Regions from separate parts of the Mus musculus genome. Here region 2 is linked to region 1. Evidence: chromatin contacts called from public Hi-C data. All regions are on one chromosome and are shown on one strand. Each heading gives the region's core, a stretch centred on a gene start, on an enhancer-like site or on the middle of the called end of the contact. The rest is flanking DNA. Distances are from core to core; before and after follow the strand shown.

What was found. Hi-C and Micro-C count contacts between places; a contact is called where the count stands out from the background.
Region 2: a Hi-C map of cortical neurons shows a contact between it and region 1, with 1.7 times the contacts expected there. The contact joins the promoter of Fam234a here to the enhancer-like site in region 1. A contact is called at or near these places in 5 of 39 promoter capture datasets (the 3T3-L1 cell line, frontonasal cranial neural crest, macrophages and 2 more), 18 of 484 Hi-C or Micro-C datasets (8-cell embryo, the HPC-7 cell line, cortical neurons and 10 more), 8 of 115 datasets of contacts at active chromatin or transcription factors (the HPC-7 cell line, the SCID.adh cell line, bone marrow-derived macrophages and 1 more) and 3 of 9 other capture datasets (adipose tissue, liver and pancreatic islet).

Annotation. Positions count from the first base shown.
Region 1 is chr17:26,179,254-26,185,066 of GRCm38.p6, reverse strand. It overlaps Axin1 (axin 1), which reads right to left. Exons shown (of 11, transcript NM_009733.2): 4 at 2,481-2,577; 5 at 753-890. Among named protein-coding and RNA genes, the nearest start is that of Pdia2, 17 kb to the left of the region's middle. Within about 2 kb of position 3,621, at least 5 of the 459 cell types and tissues checked have an H3K27ac peak or open chromatin away from gene starts, as enhancers often do. A contact at or near this core is called in cortical neurons, where this site is marked.
Region 2 is chr17:26,241,648-26,247,460 of GRCm38.p6, reverse strand. It overlaps Fam234a (family with sequence similarity 234, member A), which reads left to right and starts at 3,219. Exons shown (of 13, transcript NM_001206335.1): 1 at 3,219-3,455.

The DNA.
Region 1 (5,813 bases), core at 2,372-4,871:
ACACACATATGAGGATTATGGCCTCCATAAAGAAAGTCTTACCACAGCAGCACTGGGAAGGAAAAAAAAAATACACACACACACACACACACACACACACACACACACACACACACACACACACACACACACACACACACTGGTTTCTCAGCCAGGTGGTGGCAGCACATCCTTTAATCCCAGCTCTTGGGAGACAGAAACAGCTAGGTATCTAAGTTCGAGGCCAGCCTAGTCTACAGAGTGAGTTCCAGGACAGCCAGGGCTACACAGAGAAACCCTGTCTCAAAACAACAACAAACCCAACAAACAAAAAGCAGTAGTTTCTCAATGAACCAAAATGAGCTCCAAGGGGGCCACTATAGGCACTGCAGTCTATAGTGTCCCCTACGTGAACAAGAAAGGACCTGCACCTGCCCAGCTTTCACAGCAGGGCCCCCACAGCTCAGTTCCTGCTACTTGCCAAGGCTAGGCATTTTGTCAGTTCCTGTCTTCTTCAAATGTTGGGAATCTTGGGAGCTTCCTCCCAGGCATCTCCTGCTGGGAAAAGGGATTGCTAGAGGTAAGCACTAAGCTCAGTTAGTGGTAAAAGAGCCAGAACAAGGTGTAGAAGACGAAGGAAGGAAGGCAGGCCAGAGGAGATCAGTGACAGCAGGCTGAACAGAGCACCTCAGAACGGAAGCTTCCCTACATGGAGGGCTTGTGAGCCATGGAAACAGTGGCCGGAACATGACCCTAGCACACAGTTCACTCACCATGCGTACACGCTTCAGCCGTTCCTCCAACTTTTCTTCAGCCTCTCGAGTGCGCTGGACAGCCTCTAGACGGTGAATAAGCTCTTCAGCAAATTTCTGTGGCTCTACCCGGATCTCCTTTGGCATTCGGTAAGTGCGCTGTGGAGAAATACAGCAGTCAGCAGATAGAGCATTTCTTACTGAGCAGCACAGTAACAGCCTGCTAGTGAGTGACAGGGAAACTGCAACTTACTTTTTTTAAAGTTCTATATATTTATTTTAAGTATGAGTGCTTTATCTGTGTGCCAGAAGAAGATATTAGATCCCATTATAGATGGTTGTGAGCCACCATGAGGTTGATGAGAATTGAACTCAGGACCTCTGGAAGAATAACCAATACTCTTAATCTCTGAGCCATCTCTCCAGCCCTACTTAAAGCTTTTTGAAAGCAGTTGTTTACTGTTCCCTTTTACTGGGACACTAGCATTCTTACTGACCCCTCTTCTCTTTCACTGACCTGAGCACTGACTTGAAGATGTAGGCTGCTCCCTAGCCATTCATAATTACATTCCTGGAGGCCTGGGCAGGGTCCTGGTAATGCACAGGCTGTGGCACCGAGTGTTCATGTGCACAGACACCCAAACAGGTGATGGCCAAAGCCTTCGCCAGCATGCTCTACACTGAATACTCCCAGCTCGTCACAGAGAAACATTCATGACACAGGCAGGGAACAGCTCAGTGCAAACAGCACTGGGAACATAGGATCAAGATGAGTCAGCACAGCACTGGTCACTAGAAGCTCCTAGGGGAACTTGTGCTCCTGGAACAGCCATGCACTCCCCAGGCTTACACCTCTTCAAACGAAATAATGGAGCAGTGCCTGGTCCTGAGGTACGGCTGAGTTTAAGCAGGGTGGGACTATACTCAGGAGGGTGGAACTCTCAGCTCTGTCACAGTGACAGGAGACAAAAAAATTCATGATACACAGAACAAACATCATCTTCTAACGACAAATGTCTATTTCCTAAAACTGAAGATGCAGTCAAAGAGCTGAAAGATTCTAACTAAGAAATTATTCCGGGCATGGTGGCCCACGCCTTTAATCCCAGCACTCGGGAGGCAGAGGCAGAGGCAGGCAGATTTCTGAGTTCGTGGCTAGCCTGGTCTACAAAGTGAGTTCCAGGACAGCCAGGATTATACAGAGAAACCTTGTCTCAAAAAACCAAAAAAAAAAAAAAAAAAAAAGAACACAGGCTCTGTAAACAATATGCAGAGAAGGAGTCATGGGTAGAGGACACTGCCAAGCTCTCTAGAAGTCTTTCTGTCCCAAGTCTATGTGCCAGAAGAAGGAATGACTGTTCTGTGTCACCAGTGGTAAGTGCTATGCATGCTTGCTCAAACATACAGTCAACAAGCCTTATAGTCCAGACTCAGGAGAAGCTACTATTATCACCCAAGGGGCAAAGCTGGGGCAGCTTCTGACCTAAGATGTTTACATGGCAGTACCCACTGCTCAGCAGAAAAGGCACCCATTTCTTAAACCCTTCAACCCTTACTTCTTAAATCCTATATTATCTACTGGGATGGCTATCTCTCACCCCAACATCACTCAGATTGTCTGCTAAGCCCAGAGATAACCCGTAGTCCTAGGAAGCCTACTAGGTGCATCTCCTACTGGTGCCATGGTAGAAACCAGATAGCTAGGCACCAGGAAAAAAGGCAAGGTACTATTGAATATATGGTACTTACAGGAATGTGAGGTAGAGGTACCCGCCCATTGACTTGGATACTCTCCTGCATCTCCCTTCGGTGCTGCTTACGGATCCTGTATGGGGGGATTCCATCCCTGCATAGACAAAAGATGTAGCCATTAGCTCAAGCAGAAAACAAGGTATACAGCAGAGCATCATATAGTTAGCAGCCCATGGTCACTACTGATAGCAATGATATCCACATTGTAGCAACCCATGTGCATGGAGACATGGAACTACATATACACAGAGACAGATACACTTACATGTACTACATGACATACGCACACAACTCATATATGCTAACAAAGCCCAAGAACTCAACCACGGAATGCTCCTCTACCTACTATTCACTGATCATTTCAGCAAAGATCAGCTGCCCTTTTGTTATGGATCTCTGAGTCTACAAAATCTCAAACTTTGTAGTTAAGAATGATTTTCACACTACAAGAATTTCTCTCTCTCTCTCTCTCTCTCTCACACACACACACACACACACACACAAAATCATGTAGTTTGTGCACGTATATGAGTAAGTACATGTGCTACAGCACATGTGGAGGTCAGACTTCAAGCAAGTGGATTCTAGGGCTTGAATCCAGGTCACTGAGAGCCTGTTAGAAGAGTGAGACAAACATGTAAAGCAAACTAGAAAGAGCCTTCAGAAGCTATAAACCCAAGGACTAAGGCCAAGCAGTTTTTTGCTCATTCAAGACAGATGCTATATCTAACTTAAAACTGCCTAGCCTCCATCCCATAGTGTTAGAAATCCATGGTGTTAGCTGCTCTAGAAATAATAAAAAGACAGGCTGACTAATGAAAGTGCTGGGTGCTCTCACTATAGCTCTCTAGTGACATGAAAACAGGCAGATAGGAGGACTATAATCAATGCTGAATGGGATGTGTTTTTAAATTATCTTATTAATGAAAGATTCCACAGGGCACTTAAGGGATGTGGTCTGTATACCCTGCCCTGGAGAAGGTGGGAAGCCATCAAAGACAGTGGAACCTCAACAATATTACTCTTGGCAGCAGTAAAAGACAGAGCCCCAATCAAGGGATGGTTGCCCCCAGCAACCTGCCCAGGCAGTTGGTGTGCCCAGGCAAGAAGGTAGTATTACAGTGTTTTCCTTTTATAAACATAAAGGGAACAGAGTGTTGAGGAATGGGAATTTAAAATTCCTGTGACTTGGCTTCCCAGGCACTCAGGATAGTAGGTGGCCTAAATCCAATAGCTGAAACCTGTTTCTTCTATACTTAGATTCAACACTTTAAAATCCCCAGCATTTGGGGCTTAGGCTTGTCCTCAAAATCTACATCTAAGGATATGTGACATACTAGGAAAGACCTTGAACACTCGTGTAATCCAACGGTGACTTCAATGTGGGAAACACGTGAGCTACCCACCAGATATGGTCAGACCCACCATTTCATTTCTTTGCCTCAGATGTTTGTTCAAATATAGATGAGAATTTTGTATCCCAAATTCTTAAGTCTCCCAATAAAATCCAAGATGAACAGATTGTCAAAGAAAAATTGCCTAAGCTTGGGTATGTGGCCATAGCTCAGTTGACAGAACGCTTGCCTAGCATGCATGAAGGTGTGTGTCTAAGCTCAGCGCTGCATTAACTGAGGAGAGCGGCAGACGCCCCTGGAAGGCAGGAGACAGCCTTGTTGACATGAAACTCTCTTACCCCTAAAACAAAAGCCATTTACATGAACTTTAACTTTCTCCACTTGGGTAAATGTTTTCTTAAGGAGGCTGGAGGTTGAGTTTCATTGATTCCAGGTGTTGCAACTTGTTGTCTTCTTTTGATGGAGCTGGCAAACACTTTTTAAGTGAGAAGCCACAAAGAACTCCAGAAACTTCAAAAAATTGTTGCTGGAAATGCCAATGTTTAAAGGGTCAAAACTGAAACAAAGCTAAGTGTGGTGGCACAGGTCTTTAATCCCAGCAATAGGGTGGTAGAGGCAGTGGATTCCAAAGTGGAGGCTGGCCTGGTCTACACAGTGAGTTGCAAGCCAGCAAGGGCTTTTAAGATCCTATCTCAAAATTAACTAATTAAAAGACAATGAAATAGACATTCTTCAGATAAAACAAAACCCAAAGAGACAGAGGCTACCCTCATATTATTACCACATGGTTATTGTAGTAGAAAAATGGAACACCCTAATATGTGCCACATGGCACTAGCCAAACTGACTTCTGAGCTGCAGAAGATGTCATGCTTCTTGTTTGCTTTGTTTTGTTTTGTTTTTAAAGACAGGGTTTTTCTGTGTGGAAATCTGGTTGGGCACAATCTATTTTTAAAAGTCAAGTGTTGGAAGAATGGGAAAGGGTAGGCAGAAGAGAAGAACCAGCCACAAAAATGACACATAGTGGGCATGATGGCACATGCTTTTAACCCAGCAATTGGGAGGCAGAGGCAGGCGGATTTCTGAGTTCAAGGCCAGCCTGGTCTACAGAGTGAGTTCCAGAAGTCAGAGCTACACAGAGAAACCCTGTCTCAGAAAACCAAAAAGAAGAGAAGAGAAGAGAAGAGAAGAGAAGAGAAGAGAAGAGAAGAGAAGAGAAGAGAAGAGAAGAGAAGAGAAGGGAGAAATGGGGAAAGGGGGGGAAAGGTCCGCCTGCCTCTGCTTCCTAAGATCTGGGATTAAAGGCATGTACCACTACCACCTAGCTCAAACTTGTTTTTTGAATTTTTTTTTTAAAGATTTATTTACTTTATGCATATGAGCACACTGTAGGCTGTCTTCAGACACACCAGAAGAGGGCATCAGACCCCATTACAGATGGTTGTGAACCACCATGTGGTTGCAGGGAATTGAACTCAGGACCTCTGGAAGAGCAGTCAGTGTTCTTAACTGCTGAGCCATCTCTCCAGCCCCTCAAATATTTGTTTTTAATACTGACTTAATTATGAATCAATATGAATATAGCCAAACCATATGTATGTATGTATGTATGTATGTATGTGCGTGTGTGTATATATATATGCATATATATATATACACACACATACATATATACATATATATGTATATATATATATATATTTTTTTTAATAATGCCTGTTAACAAATACCTTAGCAAAATCAGTGTGGAATTTATTCATTTAACAGGTATTATTAGGCCCCTCACTATTAGCCAGGCAAATTTTTAGACCCAGCAATGAACAACAGCAAAAATCACTCTTTAATAGGCTTACATTCTTGATTATTGTTGCTTGGAAAATATGCTACTTAAAAAGAATTGAGGGCCTGGCGAGATGGCTCAGCGGGTAAAGAACAATGACTGCTCTTCCAAAGGTCCTGAGTTCAAATCCCAGCA
Region 2 (5,813 bases), core at 1,970-4,469, 63 kb before region 1:
CACCTAAGCAAGTTCTTTTGACAAATTTTAGCAATAAGATAGTTAGAAACAATGGCACTTGGGTACACACTGCAATAAGCACTTATCAGTTGTTTTTGCTAAAATGTATTTACTCCTTACTTGGGTCCATAGGATAAATAAATAAAAGTCGGAGAAGAAGCTGGGTGATGGTGTGGAGCGCCTTTAATCCCAGCACTCAGGAGGCAGAGGCAAGTGGATTTGTGAGCTCAAGGCCAGCCTGGTCTACAAAGTGACTTCCCCTAGGACTACATAGATAAACCTTGTCTTAAAAAAAAGAAAGAAAGAAAGAAAGAAAGAAAGAAAGAAAGAAAGGAGGACTAGTGTGTCTGGATTCATTTTGTCTGTCTGTCTGTCTGTCTTTTTTACTTTAACTGATGACAAATATTAATGATTATCCTCAACCTTTCTGCTCAAACAAGTCCCAGGAAGAAAAATTTGGATGGACAGCCCTCCTCCATCTTACATGTGTCTGCTATATCCAAACATCCTTTCACTTGTGTCTGCTTCAGGAAAACAGTCGGTTTTTTGTTTTGTTTTGTTTTGTTTTGTTTTGTTTTTTTAAAGATTTATTTATTGATTATACGTAAGTACACTGTAGCTGTCCTCAGACACTCCAGAAGAGGGAGTCAGATCTCGTTATGGATGGTTGTGAGCCACCATGTGGTTGCTGGGATTTGAACTTCGGACCTTCGGAAGAGCAGTCGGGAGCTCTTACCCACTGAGCCATCTCACTAGCCCTTGTTTTGTTTTTTAAGATTTAACGTATATGAGTACACTGTCACTATACTCGGACACACCAGGAGAGGGCATCAGATCTCATTACAGATGGTTGTGAGCCACCATGTGGTTGCTGGGGATTGAACTCAGGACCTCTAGAAGAACAGTCAGTGCTCTTAACCACTGAGCCATCTCTTCATCCCCCAGTCTTTTTTTTTTTTTTAATGTGTTTGCTTTAGCAAGACATTCTCTCAGCTGGACAGTGGTGGCGCATGCCTTTAATCCCGACACCTGGGAGGCAGAGGCAGGAGGATCTCTGAGTTTGAGGCCAGCCTGGTCTACAGAGTGAGTTCCAGGACACACAGTAATGAGTAATTATCCACAGTAATAAGACTGCACCATCAGCAATAAATAGATTAACAATTTAAAGTGTATTGAGGGTTGGGTCTTATCAGTGACAGTGATAAGAGTGTTTGCCTAACATACACTGGGCCATGGGTTAAGCTCCCATAACCTTCCCCAACCTTCAGATCACTAAGTGTAGTGTTGCAGGCCTATAATCCCACCAAATGATAGAGGCAGGAAAAACAGGAGTTTAAAACTAGCCTTAAATATGTAAAAAAAAATGCAAGGCTGACCTGGGCTAAATAAGAACTCCATCTTAAAGAAGAAGAAGAAGAAGAAGGAGGAGGAGGAGGAGGAGGAGGAGGAGGAGGAGGAGGAGAAGAAGAAGAAGAAGCAGCAGCAGCTAGGGTTGTACCTGAATTGGTAAGGCGCTTATCTACCAACCACAAAGCTCTGAGTTAGATTAACAGCACTATATAAAATCAGTGTAATGGCACACCAAGAGGAAACTTCTAGTTCTTTAGAAAGTTAGCTATGCCAAATGATGGTTTGCTGAGACACACGGATGAAAGGATGTCTTTTTTATTTTTTATTTTTTTCATTTTTCTTGAGACAGGGTTTCTCTGTGTAGCCCTGACTGTCCTGGAACTCACTCTGTAGACCAGGCTGGCCTCAAACTCAGAAATCCGCCTGCCTCTGCCTCCCAAGTGCTGGGATTAAAGGCGTGCGCCACCACTGCCTAGCTGAAAGGATGTCTTGATAAAGCAAACACATAAAAGACTGTTTTCCTGAAGCAGACACAAGTGAAAGGATGCTTGTTGGATATAGCAGACACGTGTAAGGACTCTTGATAAAGGAGTATAAATGTGACCCCACAGACAGTGGGAGAGGAGCACTGAGATTTGGTTTGCTCTGCCTTGCTATTCTTTGCTAAAGACACGCATGTATTTGTTCGCCTTACATAGCATTGTTGAGCTCACCTTGTGGTAACACTGCCATTGAGAGAAATTATCCAAAGAACTGCTTGTGAGGTTCCTATGGCAGCTTGCAGCTTCTGCGGCCTCACATCAGGCTGGTTGGCAAATCTAGAAGTTTCTTCAGGATTTAACTACAGCTGCCTGGTGTCTGCTTGCTGAAAGGACTGGACTGAAGCTGCTGGTTAGTGTCTGGTGTCTGCCCCCCTAGAGGACTGGACTGCAGCTGGTGGTTAGTGTCTGGTGTCTGCCCCCCTAGAGGACTGGTCTGCAGCTGCTGAATTGTACTTGGTGTTTGCTATGGGACTGAACTGCTGCCCAAGAAGATCTAGCTCACCCCTAAAGAATTATTGCTGAACCGGTCCATTTCACCCATATCCTAATAACTTTTCTCTTCCACTGCCTCTGCTGGGTTGTAGGCTAGAGGAGAGGTTGGACCCTTATTAAGAGTAGGTTGCAGCCGGGCATGGTGGCACACGCCTTTAATCTCAGCACTGGAGAGGCAGAGACAGGCAGATTTCTGATTCGAGGCCAGCCTGGTCTACAAAGTGAGCTCCAGGACAACCAGGGCTACACAGAGAAACCCTGTCTCGAAAAACCAAAAAAAAAAAAAAAAAGTAGGTTGCAAAAAATTTATGCCTACTCAGAGAGTAAAAGTCCTTGCCAAGCTATTGTGCAAGCCTGTAACCTAAGTTCGATCCCAAGAACCCACATAAAGGCGAAAGTGAACCAGCTCTACAAAACTGTCCTCTGATCTTCCCTTTCTGTCGTAGTGTGTGTCTCTATGTGCCTGCGTGTGCACTGAGGAAAGAAAATACCGTGGCCAGTAAGTGATCGGAAAGATACGCAGGCTAGAAAAAAGAAGCCTTAGCATGGGCCTTCTGTCTTGTCTCCATTCATGGATTCCTGGGGTTAGTATGGGAACACCAGGCCTAAGCCATCACAGCATTATCATGCCAAAATGCTCCTGCACAAACAGGCTCTCTGCTCGAAAAGGGCAACACTGGACACAGTGGCCGTGTTGCTAAGCAACCGACTCAGTCAACAGAACGGAATCGCTGTGGTACGCCCCTTCCGCTGGCAGGAAGTGACGCACAGTTCAGGTGGGCCGAACTAAGGGGGGGGGTCACAGCCTCTCTGGGGCGGGGCCTACTGCGGGGCGGGCCTCCTGGGTGGGCCCAGTGGGGGCGTGGCACGCTGCCCTCGGGGCCGGGCGGACCGGGGTGCGCCGGGGAGGGGCGCTGCTGTCCGGCGTAGTCTGTACTCCTGTTCAGCCGCTGTCCTCCCGGGAACCTTGGGGATGTGGATCCCGGATTCCAGGGACCGCAGTTGAGCCAGCCTCGCCAGTCCTGTACCACTTGCTGAGGAGCAGGATCTCGCGGACAGGTCCGAGAGCAGGTCAGGATCGGACTAGGTAACTCTTAACGCGCGAGCTGGTTCCGGCCAAAGCCGTCTGCGTTCGATCGCCCGGAGCTAGTGGGGGCCAGGAGCGGGTCCCGCCTCCACTTGCAGCTCACAGCTAAGGTCGGCCCCGCCTGAGCTCCCAGAGTAGCAGTGCACAGGGCCTGGCACCCTCAAGCGTGCTCAACTTGGCCAAACAAATCTCTGCTCCGTCGTGTCTGTTCCCTGGAGGGCGCTGTGGTGACCCGGAGCGACAGGGGTTGACCTACCAGAGGAACTTTGTGCTCCGGTGGACATGTTCCTTAAATCCTAACGCTCTTTGGGCCCCGTGTGTTTAGTATCAGTGAGAATCAGTTCATGTTCTTCAAGTTCAGGCCCAAGGCAGTGAGGTGGGTACGGTCAGGAGTGGTTGGTGATGGGGTTGTCTTCATATTCCACCCTCACAGTTCTAATGTTCTTTTAAGGCCACCACCGCCTCCTGCTGCCTTGAACTGGAAGCAATCTTCCTGCCTCATTACACCGAGCTGTCTGTTTCTTCTCTGTACTGGCGTTTTTTCTTACTCCTTCCATTGCCTCCTTGTATTCCTTATATGTTGCTTTATAACAAACAAGAAGTTTATTGGTTTATCCTAGCAATCTTTATCCTAGGTGTGGTGGTGGATTTCTGTAATCCCAGAAGTTGAGGCTGAGACATATGAATTTGGAGTTTGAGATAAGCCTGGGCTACAATATGCGGTCTTCCCCAAATGCACAAAATAAAACAACCTTTATTAGTCAACACTTTCTGTGGGTAGGGAATCAGTCTACCTGGGTGATGATGGCCCAGTAACTCTCGCCAAGTTGGGGGATCCAAATCCAAGATAGTGGACTCAAAAGACCAGTGGCAGGAGTCCTCATTGTTTTCTGTTGGTATCTGCCTTCCCTCAGAAGAGTTATCTGTAAGGGAAGTGGGGCGATAGGGAGTGATAGAAACCACTGTCATTATGACCCAGTTTGCAAAGTCTAACTCCCCCCTCCACATTCTTTTTGTATTACTAGGTACATAGGAGGTGGGTACAGCAGAGCTTATGAAATGAGTGTGTGCATGCAAGAGTGAGTGTAGGTGTAGTGTGTCAAGGACAGTGACCTGTAGGGGCTCTCCCTCCTCTATATGGGTTCCAGAGAATCCTCTTGTCACAAGTCTTCCAGTGGTGGAATTTTGTGTCACCATCCCAGAACCCTACTAACCGACCTAGCACCCCAGCTCCTCACCTCCCCAGCTCCCCAACTCTCTTTTGGGAATGGAGTTTTTTGAGACAAATTTTGCTTTTATCCCTGGCTGGCCTGGAACTCATGGTATAGACCAGGCTGGCCTCAAACCAGAGGTGAGCCTCTTTGCTCTTTCAAGTACTAGGGTCTCAGATATATGCTACCAAGTCCAGCTTGTGAATGTTATGTTTTTTTTCTAGAATTTATGTGTATAACTCTGTTGCCTGGAAAAGAGAGAGAGAGAAGAGAGAGAATGTGAGTGAGTGAGAGAGAGAGAGAGAGAGTGTGTATGCACACACCATGGGAATGCCTGGTGCCCATGGAGGTTAGAACAGGGTGTTGGATCCTCCAGAACTGGAGTTACAGATGGTTGTGAGCCACCGCGTGAGTGCTGGGGACTGAACCTGTGAACCAGCTTGCCAGCCCCTTGTGATTATATTTTAAAATCCTGCTACTGACCATGCCTGTGGGGGAAGGGTGCCTACTCCCTGTAATTACAGCACAAGTTTCCACATCGCATTCACATGAGCTTTAGCTTTGTGAGAATGACTGGGGCTTTTCCCAGGGAAGGGAAGCATTCAGCACCCCAGCATGACGTTGGACACTTGGAAGAGCAGACTTCCCTGTAGAAAATGGAACTAGGTAGCTGGGTGTGGTGGCACACGTCTTTAATCCCAGCACTCGGGAGGCAGAGGCAGGTGGATTTCTGAGTTCAAGGCCAGCCTGGTCTACAAAGTGAGTTCCAGGACAGCCAGGGCTATACAGAGAAACCCTGTCTCAAAAAGCCAAAAACCAAAAAAAAAAAAAAAAAAAAGAAAGAAAAAGAAAATGGAACTAGGACTGGCGAGATGGCTCACTGACTGCTATTCCAGAGGTCCTGAGTTCAATTCCCAGCAACCACATGGTGTCTCACAACCATCTGTAATGGGATCTGATGCCCTCTTCTGGGGTGTCTGAGGAGAGCAACAGTGTACTTACATATAAATGAAATAAGTAAATCTTTTAAAGAAAGAGAGAGAGAAAGAAAGAAAGAACTAATCTTCCAGAGAAAAGCATGGTAATAGGTGTTGTCATCTAACTGACATCCTGTGTTTACAATTGGCATTT